2 separate regions of the Danio rerio genome follow, and region 1 is linked to region 2. A link is a contact called in public HiCAR-type data. All regions are on one chromosome and are shown on one strand. Each heading gives the region's core, a stretch centred on a gene start, on an enhancer-like site or on the middle of the called end of the contact. The rest is flanking DNA. Distances are from core to core; before and after follow the strand shown. Region 1 has its middle 48 kb from the start of esr2a. Region 2 has its middle 24 kb from the start of nudt14.

The links. HiCAR-type assays count read pairs that join an accessible place to other places.
Region 1: a contact with region 2 is called in a HiCAR-type map of caudal fin, with 8 times the contacts expected there. The contact joins two enhancer-like sites. A contact is called at or near these places in 7 of 18 Hi-C or Micro-C datasets (caudal fin, embryo, fibroblasts and 1 more) and 1 of 4 datasets of contacts at active chromatin or transcription factors (caudal fin).

Annotation. Positions count from the first base shown.
Region 1 is chr20:24,088,897-24,095,883 of GRCz12tu, reverse strand. No RefSeq gene overlaps it. Among named protein-coding and RNA genes, the nearest start is that of esr2a, 48 kb to the left of the region's middle. Within about 2 kb of position 2,058, at least 9 of the 62 cell types and tissues checked have an H3K27ac peak or open chromatin away from gene starts, as enhancers often do. A contact at or near this core is called in caudal fin, where this site is marked.
Region 2 is chr20:23,785,915-23,793,208 of GRCz12tu, reverse strand. No RefSeq gene overlaps it. Among named protein-coding and RNA genes, the nearest start is that of nudt14, 24 kb to the left of the region's middle. Within about 2 kb of position 4,953, at least 6 of the 62 cell types and tissues checked have an H3K27ac peak or open chromatin away from gene starts, as enhancers often do. A contact at or near this core is called in caudal fin, where this site is marked.

The DNA.
Region 1 (6,987 bases), core at 809-3,308, 310 kb before region 2:
ATAAAACACAAATAAATATTTTTGGCAACATTTTAAACTGTGTAACATACTGTAAGACTGGCTTTGTGGTCCAGGAACACATTTGACTTCAATGCTAAAAAAGATTATGATATTGATCTGCAATCTCTGCATGAACTGAAGAGGGCATCAACACACAACAAATGGCTCTGTTCACCAACAGTGTCTCTTCCAACTAGTTTACTTTCAAATCTGGGACATGCTTCCTTAGGGAGCAACTTCATGAAAAGCTCTTAGCAAATAAATGTGAGAAGAAACCAGACATTTAATCAACCACACCCCTTACACTAAATATGATTAAACTATTATGCTAATTATCCTACACTATATAACCTACAAAGTTTGAGATCATACAGATTGTGTTTTTAAAAAATGCTTGTTTCAACAGAAATACATCAAAAAAGTAACATAGTACATTTTATTTTAGTAGTGAAATTCTTTATATTTTTCTGCTCACTTTATCTTGATGGTCCATTTGAGTATTATTAGACTGTCTGCTTAATATCTGCTGATACTGCTCCTTTAGCAGACATTTAACTGACTATAAGAAACTTTGCAAGTACATGTCAACTAACACTAACCCTAACCCTAACCTAACATTCTACTACTAATCTAATGAGATTAGCAGGCATGTAAATGTAATGTAACTTAAATTCAACAAACGACCATCAAAATAAAGTGTCACCGTTTTTCCTCACACATTTTAAAATAGTATTTATTTTAGGTGATTTAAATTAGAATTTTCAGCACATGATCCTTCATAAATAATTTTTATCAGTGATTTTCTGCTCTGTTACAATTAATTATTACAGTTGCTTAGTCGTAAATGACTGACATCTGTGACTAAAACCATTATACAGTCTTTGAAACAGAAATTTAAAAACAACAGCATTCATTTGAAATAAAATATTTCATGAGTTGCCACATAGATATCTTTACTGTCACTTTGATTTGAGGCCTTAAAAAATAAATTATTTCTTTAATTGCCCTTTTGAACCCATTTTTTGAATCATATTTTTAAAAGGTATTGTATGTAGGCATGGGCCGGTATAAGATTCTGACGGTATAACCTTGGATAAAAATTATCACGGTTTTAAGGTATTGCGATTACTGCTCTAATAATGCTCTTTTTAAATATCTGGGTAAAAAAGCTAAAACTTTTTTCCGCTTTAAACACAATGTATTTTATTTTGAGAAACATTTAAAATATTTTGGAACAGTAAACCTTATTGACTTATTGAATTATTGACTTCTGCTGTCTTTATTAGTTTTTAAAAACAGATTTTTATTTCAATTTAAAACGGCATTTTTTGGATATTTTTTTTTCTGCTGGAGATACTGTTGTCCTAAAAAACGAAATAAAATAAAAAAACGTAAATAAAAAATCGTAAACATACCTTATAAATGGTTTTGCAGAAAATTTCGATGTTTTTAAAATTTTGACTTTTCCAAACCGCGGTATACCTTGAAAACGGTTATTGTCCCATGCCTAATTGTATGATGGTTTCCATAAATATATAAAGCACCACAACCATTTTTAACATTGATAATCATAAGAAATGAACTGAGCAACAAAATAAAAACTGACTAATTACTAAAGCATTACATGATGCATAAGACTAAAGTAGTGATGTTGAAATTTGCATCATAAACTATATTAAAATAGAAAACATAATATAATAAAGTTATTGTGAACTCAAATAATATTCAAAAATGTATATATTTTTATGTAATAAATTGTGCCTTGATGAGCAGAAGAAACTTCTTTCAAAAAACAAAATGAGTATATGTTATATGGTAGATTAAGCTAATTTGATACCACACACACATAATGTTTCCTCCACATCTTATCAGTTATGAGTAAAGCAGTAGCAGGTAGGCATGTTTTCTCCACCCGAGGGCATACAGAACTGTACTGTATTTGCTGAGTGAATGGAGACTCAAATGGAGCCATCGGGTGTTTTCTGGCTCCTGTAGAGACAGGCCAGGCTGACGTGAGAGAGAGAGAGAATGAGAGAGAGACAGAGGGTGTGCCAACACAATGCCTACACGCCCTGCACAGGACCGGCACGCGTCAGCTACACCGCAGCCGCTGCGCCCTCACCGTCATCTACTAAACCACAGGCCTTGAGGCTCAGGCTTGCCTTCTGATCGCTTTACTCTCTACCTTGACATGACTAACATTTACTTGAAGAAAGCAAACACAATTGGCTGGGCTTTTAACTGAGTGGCACCACAGTTTCTGAGGCTTAATAAGAAGCACATGGTGGTAAATCTGGAGTTTAAGTGCTTCTTTTGCTGTGGTATGACTATCTGTCTATATATACAGTGGTATAGCAGCCATTGGCGCTGTAGTCTGGCTCCATCAGTGCTATAAAAATTTCATGAAACACTTTGAGTTCATACAAAAATGAAAATAAGTGACACACAAATGACAATATTTCTTTTGGGGTCATTTTTCGTTTAAATAGTGAAGGTTAATGAAGGTTTAAAACTCCACTATGGTCATACAGTTTGAGTCAAAAACCACTGAAAAACTTGTTAAAATATTGGTCACACTTTACGATAATATTAAAGTTTGTTAACATTACTTAATTACTATAGCTAACATGAACTAATCATGACAATTTGGATACTTTGAAGGCATTTATTAATTTTAATTACTTTAATTTTAACATTAACCAAAAAAAATAAACTTTTCAATAAACCTCAGTATATTAACATTAGTTATTTAATATCTGTTATCACACTGCAAAAAAAAATTATATGATCAGGACAATTTGCACTTACTGGCCACTTTATTAGGTACACATTACTAGTACAGGGTTGGTCCTACTTTTTTCTTCAGAACTGCCCTTATCCTTTGTGGCATAGACTTAACAAGGCACTGGAAATATTCCTCCGAGATTTTGGGCCATATTGACAGGAAAGCATAACGCAATTGCTGCAGATTTGTCGGTTGCACATCCCTGATGTGAATCTCCCGTTTCACCACATCCCAAAGGTGCTCTATTGGATTGAGATCTGGTGACTGTGAAAGCCATTTGAGTACAGTGAACTCATTGTCATGTCCAAAAAGTTCAAAATGATATGCGCTTTATAACAGCACGTTATCCTGCTGGAGGTAGCCTTCAGAAGATGGGTATACTATGGTCATAAAGGGATAGACATGGTCAGCAAAACTACTCAGGTAGGCTGTGGCGTTGGCATGTTGATGCTCAATTAGTAATATTGGGCCCAAAGTGTGGCAATAAAATATCCACACACTATTACACCACCATCACCAGCATGAAACGTTGATACAATCAGAATGGATCCATGCAATCATACTGTTGACACAAAATTCTGACTCTACCATCCAAATGTCACAGCAGAAATCAAGACTCATCAGACCAGGCAGCGTTTTTTTCTATCTTCTATTGTCCAAATTTGGTGAGCATGTATGAATTGTAGCTTCGGTTTCCTGCTCTTATAGTGGACAGTAGTGGCACCTGGTGTGGTCTTCTGTTGCTGTAGCCCATCCGCCTTAACATGTTGTGCATTCAGAGATTCTCTTCTGCATACCTCAGTTCTAACGAGGTGTTATTTGAGTCACTGTTGCCTTTCTATCAGCTCAAACCAGTCTGGCCATTCTCCTCTGACCTCATCAACAAGGCTTTTGCGCACACAGAACTACCCCTCACTGGATGATTTCTCTTTTTTTGAACCATTCACTTTAAACCCTGGAGATGGTTGTGTGTAAAAAGGCCAGTAGATCAGCAGTGTCTGAAATATTTATCTGGTACCAACAACCATGCCACATTCAAAGTCCCTTAAATCACCTTTCTTCCTCTTTCTGATGCTCAGTTTGAACTGCAGCAGATCGTCTTGACCATGCCTAAATGCCTAAATGCATTGAGTTGCTGCCATAAGATTGGTTGATTAGAAATTTGCGTTAACGAGCAGTTGAACAGGTGTACCTAATAAAGTGGCTAGTGAGTGTGTGATTTTGTTACAGTATGTTACAGATAATCTGGTTTAACCTCATTTTTTAAGTTACTTGGAATTAAATAAAATTTTAATGAATTTAAATAAATATATATTAGTTATATTTACAATAGTTTATTAAGTAACTCTCATTAGAGGTATTAACAGACTATAAGGTTAAGACCAGAGTTACTCAAATAAGTTGACAGTAGATTCTAGCAAAATATTAAATACAGACCATCAAAAGCAAAGTGTTTCCATGTTACCAAAACATCTCTCTTATTGTGTTCCACAGAAGGTTTTTATCAACACAAGGGTAACTACATGATGACAGAACGTTCATTTAAGGTTAAACTGTCCCTTTTAAAAGCAGCATTTCATCAATATCTTCTTACGCTCATAAACAGTAAGGGTTTTCAAAGAGCCTCGTCCTGCTTGTAGAGAGCTCTTGATTGATGAGTAATTTGAAGACGGCTCACATAAAGGACTGAAGACTCACTTCATCACTACTAATGTCCGGGTGAATGCAGAGGCCTTATCTGCTTTAAAATCCAGCGATAAGAGCAAAGGATCACGCTGTCGTTACTCTCTTTCCTAATCGCTGCTCGTATACTGGCATCACTCTCTTTTTACAGGCCAGGCATGCCGATGCACGATTTCACCATCAGCATTTCTACAATACTCCACCCGAGAGGAATTATATTGCCTCTGAGGGATAAAAATCAAACTTGAGCTTTGTTGCATAAGTGCCGTGTTTTTCACCAGCTTCAAAATTCATGGCATCCAATGGGCCATGATACAGCATAATGTGGGGCATGAATGATTTAGTGTTTTCTCTATGGGTACAGTAGACTGTGTCCAAAATATAGAGGTGATCGTGTAACTGGAGAGTGTCTGAGATCCCAAAATGTGCCCTTAAGCAAGAAGCTCTTAAGGGACCGTGCCTGCAATCTGCAAACTGTCGTTTTGGATGGAAGCATCTGCTAAATGGTTGTGGAAACCTGCAGTGGGAGGGATAAATGATTCAGTAGTTTCATGCCTCAGTAGACACTTATATATGTCACATGTTCTTCATGCTACATCAGACATATACGTAAATGTAGAGAAAACCTGGGAGACAAGATAAAGCGGGAATTGGCCTATAAGGATTTTGAAATAATTTCTAAATAAAGCATATTTCATTTTGGTTGACTAAAACACTCATTTGATTTGTCTATATGTATTAATTAATACTTACACAAATCATGCAATTCATTCCTGGTGAAAAAGAAATGTACTTTAGTAAATGTTTGAAAAGAGTACTTGTTGCTGAAATAATTTACTTAAGTACAAACTGAGTGAAATGTTAATTTTAAATAAAAGAAAGTGCATAATAGTTTAAACCCAGTCAACATTAAATATTTTACCTAACATAATATTATTTATTCATTTATTTTCCTTCGGCTTAGTACCTTATTTATCAGGTGTCACCACAGTGGAATAAACTGACAACTGTTCCGGCATATGTTTTACACAGCAGATGCTCTTCCAGCTGCAACCCAGCACTGGGAAATACCCATACACACATTCTCTCTCTCTCACACACACACATACACACACGCACACACACACACACACACATTAAATTCACCTATACCGCATGTCTTTGAACTATGGTAGAAAACTAAAAACCCACATGGACACGGGGATAACATGTAAACTCCACACAGAAATGCCAACTGGTCCAGCTGGGACTCGAACTAGTGACCTTCTTGCTGTGAGGTGACAGTGCTAACCACTGAACCACCATGCCACCCCTTTACCATATTATTAACATGGTTAGAATTTTTTTTCAAACATCATAACACATTCATGCTTGTTTTGATTGGGTAAGACAAAAACCGAAGCCAAAAATAAAAATAAACAAGTAAATAACAGGGTGAGAATGTGGTAAAATCTGAAAACATGGTAAAAATCAGGTGAGGGCTTTTCTTTTTCTGGATTGATTTTTAAAACTGTTAGTTGATGTTTAGGGAACATGGTCAATCTGTGCTTTTGAAAACACTATCGGTTGGGTTTAGGAAAGGCGGATGGTGGCTCAGTTAATTGGTCAGTCAGTCAGTCAACAGCTGCCTGTGGTGGATTTACGCAAGAACAGCAGGCGTAAAAAGCACTCACAAGAGAAATTTGGGATCTCAAAATTTGGGATCCTGTACACAGTGCCCTCTGGTAGATTCGCAAAAACAAAAACTGCAAAAAAAAGTACCTCCTGGGACATATTTGGTGCTCTCCAGCAATGTATATAGCGGTACGTTTTTTCAGAATGAGCCTAGGTTGGTTTTTGAAGTTACTTTCCTCAAATCTCACACAATTCTGGCACATTAAGTATGCCGATTGACAAACCATTGCATACGTACAGGTTTCACAAATCTGGATGGTTTCTGAGCCATCATGAGTTATAAAATCAAATAAACATAATTTACATTAATTCCAACGGTGATCATTCATTCATTTTCTTTTCTTCCTAGTCCCTTTATTAATCCGGGGTCACCACAGCGGAATGAACCGCCATCTTATCCAGCACATGTTTTACGCAGCGGATGCCCTTCCAGCTGCAACCCATCTCTGGGAAACATCCAAACACACTCATATTCTACGGATTATTTTAGCCCACCCAATTCACCTGTACCACATGTCGTTGGATTGTGGGGGAAACCGGAGCACTCTGGAGGAAACCCACACGAACGCAGGGAGAACATGCAAACTCCACACAGAAACGCCAACTGACCCAGCCGAGGCTCGAACCAGCAACCTTCTTTCTGTGAGGCGAAAGCACAATCTACAGCGCCACTGCATCGCTCCAATGGTGTTAATATTGGTAATTATTATTTTATATGTTATCATTTCAAATTAAATATGGTTCTTCTGGTGAAGTTTGTTCCTTGTCACTGTCGCCACTGGCTTGTTTGGTTGGCACTTGTGGAGCTGCACATCGATGTGTTGTGTTTGGAATTTCAGCAGTGA
Region 2 (7,294 bases), core at 3,704-6,203:
GAGATCTCAAATGAACCAAACGAACTCTGTGGAACTAATTATATTTAGTTTTTTAATTATATTTTAGTATGTTATTGAAAACATATAATTAATAAACTGTACTTGAGAAAATCTGAAACTGCATTTTAGGAAGTTGTTTAAAGCCAGGCTGCAGGTTTGTCAGCCCCGGATGGTGCACAACAACAGTATGTTCCTGAATGCAAATGCAGTAGTGCCTTGGGGTTGCATTTGGATCTTTTGTTAAGTGTTGGATGGTTTCCTGTATATCACCACACCTGTGTGTGCCCAGAAATCAGTGGAGGGGTCAGACCGCTTGCCCATACATGTTAGCATTTTTCTCTCAATCAGGCCACAGCTTTGGTAATCCTGAAAAAAAGAAACTTTGTAAAGAAGGGATTGGCTTAAATCAAAATACACTTCTGTTTTTGGTTTCCATGGAGCATGTGGGATTTTTTCACATGCGTGCCCATGTAAAAGCTCAGACCCTGGTTATTTGATTTCAATAATAAAACATAAGGAGTTGGTGTTTTACATCAACAAGGGCATTAGGCCAGTTGCTATGGCCTACTGACACAGACCTGCCAGCATTTTTATATGCTAACAGATCTCCTTAAAAGAAAAGATCTGTTGAAACTCCATTCACCCTCACCCTTATTTCAGAGCTGGATAGCCTTCTACTGTATCTACGGCAGAACATTTTCTACTAGCAGAAGACTGCAGAAGAGTTTTTGTTCATTAAAAATCCACAACAAAAAAAATTACAAAAAGGTCAAGGAAAATGACACCATACTCTATATCTCTGTTGTATTTTTAAACATGATGAACAGATTGAAATAAACTGTACACTGTAAACCCCGCTGTTGTCATTACTAAAGATATTAAGTTAATATAACTTGACATTAATTAAAATACCAAGTTTTGACATCAAAACATAAACAGGTGTTTTTCACTTACTCATTAGGCAGCAAAAAATGTTTAATTAATATTTTTATTTCTTTAAACGATTCACAATCTCTTTAAAATGATTGGTTGCGCTTGGAATTCTGCCTTGACAACCGCAATGATTGGTCGATAAATAAAATATGACACAAGGGGGTCATTTTGCTTGTGATGCTGAATTTTGCTGAAGCACAGCAGGACAGAGGCACTACTTGAACCCATCTGACGAAAGAGAAAATTTAAATTGGTAAATAGAAATTTAAATGCTTATGTACATTTTCCTTAATTGATATATTTGCAGGGGCGATATGGTGACGCTGTGTTACCTTAAAGCAAGAAGGTCGCTGGTTCAAGTCCCGGCTGAGACATTTCTGTGTGGCGTTTGTATGTTCTCCCCGTGTTGGCGTGTATTTCCTCTAGGTGCTCCGGTTTCCCCTAGTTCAAAGACATACGCTATTGGTGAATTGGGTAAGCTAAAGTGTTCGTAGTATATGTGTGTATGTCCTGGTCCTCCAGGTTGGGGGTACAACCCACCTTGTAAAAATCAGATGATATGAAACACCAACATTGTGTGGCTAAATATCAACTTCGATATAAACTTCTATATAAACTATACTTATCATGTAAGAATATAAAAGCTAAAAAAAATTGGAAGTTTAGTCTATTACCTATTTTAAGTTATCTGTACTTAAATATTTAAGTTAGTTCAATGAAGAGACCACAGTTGGTCAAGTCTATTAATTGAGTTGTCGATTTCCCTTTACTCAAATGAACTGAGGGAATCACTTTCCTTAAATCGTTTGAGTAATCTTAACTTATTAGAGTTTGCAGTGTAAGCCTTTCTTGATTTCTGTTATGATTACCAGCGATCGCTAACCACCAGAGGTCGCTGGTAAACATTCACACTCCTTGAACTACATATCTGCCATGTTATGGACTACAACACCCAGTCAGGCCACACAAACACACACAACCGGTTCAAGATCCAGACTGATTAAACTCTCACAGCTGAAGCCACTCACACCATGATTATTCAGACTGTTTAAACCCCTCTGTTCCACATCTTGTTGGTGAGTATTGTTAAGCTGTTGCTGTCCTTACGTAAGCGGTTTCCTTGTTTCCTGTGTTTTTGACTTTTGGACTGTTTATCGTGTTTTGACCCTTTTCTGCCTGCCCCGAACCTTTTGCCTGTTTTATTGGATTTGCTTCTGGATTGCCTACTACACTGTTTATACTGGTATTTGACCCTTGCCTGATTGACCATTCTTATAATAAAGCTGCATTTGGAACTACCCCAGTTTGCATAGCATCCCTTCGCAACAATTTCATACTGCATTAACAATTTAAAGCATTAATATTTTTTGTACTTTTTAGATGTATTTTTACTGGAATTTGGGTTAACTGTTTCCTTGTTGTTGGGGTTTTTTTTTTGTTTTTTTTTTTTGTTAAGTGTGTTTGACCCTTGTATTACTAACATTGTGGGAACCATGTCCCCAAAAGTACAGCAATACCAGTATTTTATCACCTCATAAAGACATTTTTTGGTCCCCCTTGCAGAAAAATGCTCATAAATGAAGTATTTAGAAAAAGCAAATGTTGGGTTGAGGTTAGGGGGTTAAATATACAATTTGTATATTATAAAAATTAGAAGTTCCCATAAAGATAGCTTTGTGAAGTGTGTGCACAGATCAAACGTTTGGGGTAAATTTTTTATTTTTTTTTTTAACTGATTAATAAGAAGCTGATTGGGAATACTATGTGGTATAAGTTAAAAAAAAATAAATAAAGCTATAATATATGTATTAAAATATTTAGTTAAAATATTAGGTTATAATAAGTATACAAAATGGCGATTTATTCCGTTGTGGCGACCCATAATTAATCAACAAATCTCATGCTAATTCGTAACTTTTTGACTTAGTGGCTAATTCGTGGCTAATAATAATATAGTAAAATTTGCTTAGCACACAAATGACAGTTGGGTTTAGGGGCAGGATTAGGTGCCACTGCTAGGGCTGGGTGATATTGCAAAAAAACAAAACAAAATTATCACGTTATCATGTTTCAGATCATTGGGTATCAACAATTATTGAATACTTTTTATGATACATTAAAGAATATTAGATTTTTTATTTATTTTAACCACTTAATTTTAATTTACCAACATTACTAAGGCAGATAGTTTTAATAGTAAAAAACAAAAATATTTAAACAAATATCCCATAAACGTAAGTGTTAAAGAGACTCTTAAACTATAAAATACGTGTAATAAAAAAAAAAAAAAAAACGTGTGTGCAATGGTAAAGCGTAACTACTGAAATATCTAAGCAAACTTTAAGGTAGATCAACATCTGTAAGGTGTGAATAATAATGATACAGTAAACCTCAAACTCTGTAAAAAAAATTATGATAATCAAATCTGAGCTTTCAAGTAAAAGAACTAACCATCATTATTCAAATGCATTTTGCAACATTACAACTTGTTAAAAAATGCTAAAAAATCTTTCAGATGGGGTGCTAGTGGCTGGGATGCACAAGAAAAGAAACCAAAAAGCCACTCTGGCCACAACCTTTTCTATTTACAATCTCTTTACTTCTGCTAGCCACCGCACTCATTTTCCCATGTGTTGTTATTCTAACTTGAAGTGACAAGCACAAGCCCATGATTTCCTTCACCATATACAATTGATTTTGCGCTAGCGCTCCCCTGGCGTCTCTCGTAAATAGGCGACCTTCAAGCGTTTTACTCAGAGGATGATAAATGGAGAAACCATTGCTACCGCTCCAATGCAAGTTTAAAACGAAAAGTAAAAAGCACTGTAGTGTTTGGATGTGCTGTGTTTGTCTGCCGTTATTGCTGAAATGTGTACATACCATACAAAGTGTCAAGCAGATTGGTTAGTTCTACTTGCATGAGTCGCTGTGCATTCGTGGCATTCGAAAATGTTCAGATGTTTTTCAACTAGCGTCATGTGTGCGTCACTTGCACAACATGTGCACATTGCTCCCATACGTACGTCATTCAAGTCGCGCGCCTCCATTGGAAATGACAAACTTACACCCTAAGCTTACTGGCATTGCTTACAAGGCGCACTCTCAGCAGCCACATTTTAATTAAACTATAGCATTTCATACTGAAACTACATACCCAATCTTTTTTAATCGATATCGACAATAGTGTTCAGTCAATCAATATCAATACCGATTTTACCACCCAGTTCTAGCCACGCCTCCTTTTTAAAATCATACGTCTGAACTCATTCTTAAGAATTCATATGAATTAGCCACTAAACTGACAAAACATAAAATACTTACGTTTCCTCATGAGATCAGGCTGGATTAATCAGGGCCAAGAATAGCAAGTAAGAGTGAGTATATGGAATATAAATAATATATTACATTTTATAAAACAATGCACATTTAGAATGCATATACGAGGATGAAAAATAACTTTTTTAAAAGGGGTTCATTATATACCGTACAGTGGTCCTAACATTTGACAGCCCCCTCCACATAACCAGGATTTTCATCGTAGACCTGAAATAACCTTCATCAACAGCCTTTTTCCGCCTCCATGTATTGGCTGACACATAGGTTTGTTAATGATTATTCCACATCTCCATTGCGAACTAAAATAATAACAGTTCTCGGAATGTGCCGCAGTAGTAGGCCTGTTTGCTCCCTTTAACTAATCCCCACTGAAAAAGAGTTCCGCTCGACGGCGAACCGTGCACCTCCTCCTGCTCCTGACATGAGGAAACACATCCCATCATCAGCCGCCTACGCCTGCGCTTCTCCTCACGGATAAACCAGCTGCAAGCCTCCTCCAAACAACCCCAAAACAATGGCACTAGCAAGCCACATTCTCCTCCATTCGCCATTCTAGGCATAATCATTATTCAATACAGACTGCTTGGGCAAAGCCTAAACACGTCCTGTCATCTGACGGCTTAAGGCCCACTTATCATACACCGTCATGCTTGGAGGAGCCGAGAGTGAAGCCGAACGACGTTTCCAGTAAAGCCAACGGATCCTTGAGAGAGAGTAGGAGGACGGTATAATTGTGCAGAAATATGATCCGTGCTGTAACACTATCTTCCCAAAGTACAATGCGCTGATATAAGAGATTGTTGTCATCAGGGGAGGCAATTAAGTATAAAGAGGGAAGAAAAAAAGAAATAGGTGAAATGAACTATGGGGTATGTGGTGCTTCAGTGTCAGAATCAGTGGAATCGAAGCTCTCCTGGGAGGAAGGCGACTCCACTTCAAATAGGCCTTTCGACTGGTACTGTACTGTATATGGGAATGGCATTAGTTTTCTATTGAAGGAGTAGTGCAAGGGGAAATGAGAAACCACCATGACCTCTGCAAAACACTGTGTTTTTCTGAGAAACACATGATTTAAGGAATGTTTATGCTGTTTTAAAAACAATCACGGTGGCCCATAACTGGTTTCATGTTATTTTTAATATTTTTAGGCTTTTTAAATGCATTATGGGACCTTGATCTCTGCTCTATTAAAATAAATATAATGACATTTTTATTAGTTTGGAGTGATATATTGTCTGCGTTGGTCATGGTAATAATGGTATAGTGACCGATTGATGGGTTAATATGCTGCCTGTTCTTTTTCTGCTAATATTCTTTTTATTTTATGCATTGTTTCAGTCTAAAAATGGTCACAAAAGTCACTGTGCTTAACTTCAATTTTAAAAATTGTCAGAGGAGAGATCAAGGTCCTATGATGCAATTTAAAAGCATAAAAACAGCAATACCCATGAATCACAAGCTATGGAAAATTGTAAATAAACAGATTTTATTTTACAGTGTATAATGAAAACCACCAGTTCAAAATATATATATTTTTAAAATTAAATAAGCCTTTGAAATATATTTCATATTCTCAAGTCAAAAAATAGACCATAGATATTGGCAAATAAATGAGCTGTTTTCTGTTTTAATGTGTTTTCTGCATCATTACCGCAGTCTTCAGTGTCACATGACCCTTCAGAAATCTTTTTGATATGCTGAATTTTGGCAGCTGCAAGCATGCCTAATATTTACATGCAAATATTGATAGTTTTACTAAAAATTCTGTGAATTTGTGTTTTTATTTTCGATACTGATAAGAAAATTGATTATACAATTTTATGAAATTTAGAAAGAAAAAACATATAATCTGAGAATTACCAGTTTTAACCCAATTGTTATAGATGAGATCTAATGAATTCTTTTTAAATTTATTATAAAATATATTGGCATCTAACAAAATAATATCCAATCAACGATCACAAAGAAAAGCAATGAATAAATAAATAGTTTATTTGCTTAAACATTCATTTTAAAGAAAAGTGAGTCAATGGTGTGTGTCAGTGTACATGGGTCAGCACGTGTATGAACAAATTTCAGTCGAAAAGGTGTGTTTTTTTGATACTGAAATACCTTCATATATCATTTTACAATTTTCTAAAAGATTATACACCTAAAATCATGTCAGTCTGTCAATACCATAAATTTAAAAAGATAATTGATGCATTTAGAGTCTTATTTATAAAGTTTATGCTGTTTGCTAAAAAATCTATGCTTTGTTTGTTTGTTTTTTTTTTTTTTTAATAAATTATCATCTATCTCTTCCAGGTCAAAACGAACCTGAATGCTTTATAAGGATTCAAATATTAGAGCAGATGATCTATTTTAATACATTTAAACTGTGTAAGAAAAAGAGTGCAATATTATAACCATGGAAAATACCATTTGTGTTGTCCCTGTATGATCACAAATTATTCAAACAATTTCATGCAAATGTTATTAATTGAATATCTGTTTACATTTTTCTAATACATTTCCAGTACAGAAAATACAAATTTGTTCAACATCAATGATTTCCCCTAATTTTCCCACTAACCTTATTATGAAAATCCCAGTATAGATACAAAGTAATTATACAAAAAAGGATAGCTCTAAAAGCAAACACTAATCATGCTCCACTTCATTTGCTGCAAATGAAAAAGGAAGGAAAGAAGATGGTTTGAACTGTTTTGTTTGATTGTTTGGTAACAGCGCCATCTGGTGGTTAATGTTAATCCACTGTTTTTACAAAAGAATGGCCACTGGGGATTTTACGTTATATATTTTCATTCTTTCATTCATTTTCTTTTTGGTTTATTAATATGGGGAATGAACCACCAACTTATCCAGCATATGTTTTACACAGCGGATACCCTTCCAGCAGCAACACATCACTGGGAAACACTCATACACTCCCATTCACACACATGACATGCACACTACGGCCAATTTAGCTTACCCAATTCACCTACAGCGCATGTCTTTGCACTTGTGAAGGAAACTGGAG